Regions from separate parts of the Rattus norvegicus genome. Here region 2 is linked to region 1. The links are chromatin contacts, called in public Hi-C maps. All regions are on one chromosome and are shown on one strand. Each heading gives the region's core, a stretch centred on a gene start, on an enhancer-like site or on the middle of the called end of the contact. The rest is flanking DNA. Distances are from core to core; before and after follow the strand shown.

Evidence for each region. A called contact is a pair of places that touch in the nucleus more often than the background predicts.
Region 2: a Hi-C map of the A7r5 cell line shows a contact between it and region 1, with 4 times the contacts expected there. The contact joins two enhancer-like sites. A contact is called at or near these places in 9 of 12 Hi-C or Micro-C datasets (the A7r5 cell line, Schwann cells, frontal cortex and 5 more).

What each region holds. Positions count from the first base shown.
Region 1 is chr15:1,514,823-1,517,522 of GRCr8, forward strand. The region is part of intron 5 of Lrmda (leucine rich melanocyte differentiation associated); the gene reads right to left. Among named protein-coding and RNA genes, the nearest start is that of Trnat-agu13, 390 kb to the right of the region's middle. Within about 2 kb of position 1,414, at least 7 of the 93 cell types and tissues checked have an H3K27ac peak or open chromatin away from gene starts, as enhancers often do. A contact at or near this core is called in the A7r5 cell line, where this site is marked.
Region 2 is chr15:1,745,406-1,748,105 of GRCr8, forward strand. Lrmda (leucine rich melanocyte differentiation associated) reads right to left here. Exons shown (of 7, transcript NM_001109441.1): 3 at 1,816-1,942. Among named protein-coding and RNA genes, the nearest start is that of Trnat-agu13, 160 kb to the right of the region's middle. Within about 2 kb of position 1,401, at least 10 of the 93 cell types and tissues checked have an H3K27ac peak or open chromatin away from gene starts, as enhancers often do. A contact at or near this core is called in the A7r5 cell line, where this site is marked.

The DNA of each region.
Region 1 (2,700 bases), core at 164-2,663:
ATCCGGTAGCTTGGAAACAGAACTCAGAAGTCACAGAATGGGAGAACCACTTCTAAAAAGCATGGAAAAGAAAAACCCATACCAGACGGAGGACCACAAAAAAAGTTGAGCCTTAAGCAACAGGAGACTAGGCCTGTGAGGCAGCTGAAACCTGACTTTTCTGCTACCACCATTTTTGTTTCCAGATCATTCTAAATGGGGGCAGAGAAGGCTGAGCTCTTACAGATTCTCCAAGAAGACATCTGCTAGATCTTCCTTATTAAAGATGACAGAGTATAATTGATGGGCCTGATGCCTAGCCAATTCCAACTTTTTCTTTCTTTCTTTCTTTTTTACAGAATACTGTTTAATGTGCGGACATTATTTTTTGGACTACTGAATGCCAGAAAATAATGAGGTGGCATTCAGCTTTGGTGAATAAGACTCTGAATTTTCATCTAAAAGCAGTTCTGAGTTATGGCTGTAGATAAGGTGTAACTGCAAGGGAATTTTATCCATGTTTCTCCCATGAATCATGAATGAGGGAAAAAATTACAGTCTAAATTGCACTTAAAAGGAATAAAGTCTTTTCATGTCATACATGATTTATCAAAATGATCTCATTTTAAGGGGACTGTGGTGTATCTTGATTAATCGCATTAGGACGCGTGATGAATGGCCTCTTTAATGGTAACACAGGATTTATTGGCAGCATCCCGACTGGAACCAGAAGGGTAAGAAGTAAAATATACAATAGATAGCTAATGTAGATAGGGCAACAGTACTGCCCTGACTTGTTTTAACGTTATACCTGGAGCTTCCTTGTCAGGGCATTCTGAAACCTGGCCTAGAAGGGGAAGCACGCCTCACACACAAACTTCAGTTCCAAGGCGAAGCCAGCCTGCCTTCTGAAACATGCTGTATGGCATATACCAATCCCTTTGCCTCTTCATAACCAAGGAGTCTGTGTAAATGGGTTAAACTTCGCACATTCCCAGTGGAGAGTGGGAACACTGCCTTTGGGGAACAGCGCCCCCCCCCAAGCTATCTCCCTATTTTAATATCCTCTTCGCATTTCCCGTTAATATCCTAAATGCCTTTAAAAAAAAAAAAAAAAGCTGGCTCCCACTAATTTCCTCCAAGGCCGACAGATCAGAGACTTGCCTCCAAGTGTTCTTTTAGAGCCCCGGAGACCCCCTCATAATCCTGCTGCTTGTCTGCAATTAATCCTCTGAGCTGCGACATTATTACTACCACCACCCACAGACAGAGGAAGCTCCCGACCCACTGGACTCAGGATCCAGAGGAGGCTTCAAAGGTGCCAATCACACCCGCCTCCCAAAGGTGCCTGCTGTCAGCCCCAGAGGTTCCATCCTCCCCACTGATCAAACATTCTTCCTCAGGAGATGAATTCAGAGTCCCCGCCCACTTCCACCCATATCCTCTTTCGCTTTTGAGTTTACCCAATGATCCATCCTGGCCTCAGAAAGGGAAGCCACAGACAATAGAAGGCCTTTCAAAACAAAAGCTGGGCAGTGGCAAACTTAAATCCCAGCTGTTATCAACTTAAAAAAAAAAAAAGAAAGAACGAAAGGAAAAAGAGAGAGAGAGAGAGGAAAAAAAACATTTAAACACCTTAAGGCAGGGAGGATTAGAGTCTGGCCTGAAAGGCCATTCTTTGATCAAAGACCCCAAGACTTTACACAAACATAATCACAAGGCAAGCGAGGGCTCTCTGAAGGCAGAATTGATTTGTTTGATGGCAGGGCTTGGGCCTGGTAGGGAAGCCCCACGCATGCTTGTCCTCTTCAGTCCCCATGGATCTCCAGGCCCAGTGACTTAAAACCTATGTTTTCGTCTCTATGTCTCAATTGGGACAGAAGGAAGCCACCATTGTGCCTGTGTGTACTTTAGTAGCAAATGGTTGCCATATATGGAAGAAATCTTGGGAGGATAGCAGCAGAGCCTGCCCTGAGGGCTAGGCATCCCTTCTTGCCTGTCAGGACCAGAGGGCCGGGACTGACTCACAGAACTCATTAACATGAAAGATGAAGGGGTCACTGAAAATCAACATTCATAACCAGGAAGATGTCTTTAAAGAAAGGAGGCGAAGTTCTAGGGCTTTGTTTGGGGCTTTGGGACTTTTGGAGAAAGACTGAGTATAGGTTGTTATTGTTGTTGTTGTTTTTATCACAGAAATAGAATTGTTACTCATACTCTTGGTGATTATGACATGATAGGAATCATTTACCACATATCCAGGGAGTGTGACCGACTGTCTTATCCAACACTTCAGGGGAGAAAAGAGTACTATTTTGGTCATGTTCAGTGAAATCCAATTCAAAGTACACCAAGGAAATAAGTTTCAAGTCAAGTTTGGTAACCCATGGTTTGCTTGAGTTACTTACCCATCTCTGAGAGACCACACTGTGCTGAGCAGAGTCAGTCACAGTCACATGCATGCACCTAGCTGAGAGGGTAGTTAGTCCCCTGCCCCAGGTTACAACTGATTAAGGAGGGATGAAGCAGTGGTTCCCTAGAGGTGCCTGTAACTATTATGAATCTAGTATAATACCAAAAAGGCCCGAAGGCCCCTTAAATAGCAGACAGCTTTTGACATAAGGTTTTATGAGAGCATTCCTGCAGCCCAGACATGGCAAGCACCTTATTGTCATCTTTGGACCATAGGGAACTCAGTTTTTCAATAGGCCAGTCTTCAGC
Region 2 (2,700 bases), core at 151-2,650, 230 kb after region 1:
ATGATGACCATAGGGACATATTTGTATTTGCACATATTTGCACGGTTTATACCCCACAATCACAATTCAAATCCACTGAAAAGTTATCAAGTCCTAAGGGTAGAGCACATGATAGGATGAATTAATCTATTGATAAAAGCAGGTGAGAACATTTCTCTTCTCCCCTTCATCTTCCTTTCTCATGGTCTGTCCCCAGTGCAAGAACAGGCAAGGGACACATCATCAAAATCCCTGCTGGACCCTGCTCTCAGACTGTCTACCTCCAGACTATGAGCAACAGACACTTGCTGGAGGCTTCCTATTCAACAGTATTCTGTCACAATAGCAAGAACTGTGTGAGACAATGTTTTACAGAATAAAGAAAATACTAATTTACAGCTTGAGGCACCAAGGAGGCTGATAAGTAATTGTGCAGAGAGCATCCTACGTGCTGACATAGCACGCACACTGAACTTAACAGATGAATATGTTTTTACTTTATCACCAGGAGGGAGGCTGCCGCTTCTCTTTCTCTTTCTAACATACTGTGTGGATGGCAAGAAGTGGTTAACATTGATAAGTCAAGGCAATTGGACGTCAAGTCCAAGGCTCTGAAGAAGAGCCAAAACAAAACAAACTCCTCTGGATAACCCATGGCTGACTTGAACCCAGGTTCAAGCCTGTTCATTGTTTGGGGGGGTGTTTACACATAACTTTGGAATTTCTAAGACTAGATAAAGGAACAGCCTATACACATTCTTCATTGGACTTGGTAAGTCCCCCAGCACAGTACATGGCTTCCATGAGTGTTCAGTGAGAAAGTAGTAAAAATGAATATGTTGTTCATCCCACAAATATCTGCAGAATGTGAACTCTACCCAGGCAGGATTGTTCATAGGAAGGATTCAGAAATCCCTGCCTGGTGGAGCTGGCATCCTAGCACCTGGTAACCCAGAGCACTAACAATGGAGATGCTACGTACCCTATGCTCTTAGAGAAGTCTTCTGATTTATTCTCGCTATAGAAACCAGGGCCGTTGGTTCCTAATTCTCATCCCAGACTGAGTAGATACTCACCTACCCAAAGTAGGTCAAAACCCACCATGATTCTCCTAGGCCTGTTATCAGACCCAGAGCTATATACAAGAGGACTGCAGAGCCTGACCTTCATACTTCTTACACCTCAGCTTGCTCTCTCTCTCTCTCTCTCTCTCTCTCTCTCTCTCTCTCTCTCTCTCTCTCTCTCTCTCTCTCTCTCTCTCTCTCTCTCTCTCTCTCTCTCTCTCTCTCTCCCTGCTCCTTCCCTACCTTCCCCTCCCTCTCCCTCCCTTCTTCCTTCTATTTGATATTCAGACCTGCACCTAAAGCCTTCCAGAAGCCTACAAGGACTGTCAACTTAGCGGCATTACCCACAGGTTGCCACCAGAGGTCGCCCTCCCACACAAGCCCAGGCAAACAGAAGCTAGCTTTTCCTCCCAGGCACCCGTGACATTATTTTCTTTCTCTATTTTTATCTATTAAAAGGATTTCCTCGCAGCCATAACTTAGATCTCTACACTAAAATGGAGCAACAGGAAGATATAACGGTGCATTTCATTTATGAATGACCTATAATAAATTACTCTGAAGTGTCCCGAGTGCCAGAAGACAGAACGCTTTGTCTGCCCACCGACTGTATTTCACATACTTTAATTTAGCTGACACATAAAACTCATTTGACATTTTGCAGGTATTTTTGCGGAGAAGGGTTTGGGGTGGCAGAATGGGACCCCCATGGAGCTGGGCGGCAAGTGGGGTACTGTGGGGACCCAGCGTCGTGGGTGCCAGAAAAGGATATTCGGTTCTTGTTGAGGGTTAAGGTGTGCAAGTGGGGTAACCCTGGCAACACGAGGTCGTCTCCGAGCAGATTGTTGTCTAAAATGAGCTCCTCCAGGCTCCTGAATGCACTCAGTCCTTCCAGTGACCTGCAATGACAAAGGCAAGGGGGAAAAAGATCCTGCAGTAAATCAGAGAGGCCATTATGAGCCGAAATAAATATTTTAACCTTCCCTTTCAGAACTGGGAATAGTTTGGGCTTGGTGCCTGTCAGCAGAGTGAATGACAAGAATTAGTAGCAGGGAGCCGGGGTGGGGGTGAGGGGGGGAAGGGGCCCCCGCTGGCGTTCACCGCATCCTTCACGAATTGCCAACATGAAGGATGAGGGTCACTTATTGAGAAGCCAGGATCCAAAACAAAGGGCTTCAGATACGGCCTGCAGGATAAATTTGTCAATGTCTTGTGCCTTCAGGCACCCAGCCTGGGCTGACCCTAACCTCCATTCCCAAGATAAATAACTCTGTCACAGTTCACCTTCATTCCCTGGACACAAATTTAAGCTGTCATCCATCATTCCTGCCTAGAAATCTCATACCCCTCTTACAATAATAAATATAACTTCAAGTATCATTTCTTAGTGGTTCTACTATGTACAGTCATAGGGGAACCGGCCAGGACGCCGGCAGCTTTTCTCTTGCTTACATCCTCCTCCCATCCTTGGACTCCCTCTCCCTCTTATCCTCCCTCTCTGTCTCCCTCTCTCTTTTTTTCTTTCTTTTCTTCTTCTTCTTCTTCTTTTTTTTTTAACTAATCACTCCTAACTAATGCTCCTGCCTAGCATCTCCATGGCTGCCTGCCTGACCTGGAGGAATTACATAAGCACTGCAGGCCGCAAGAAAGCTTTCTC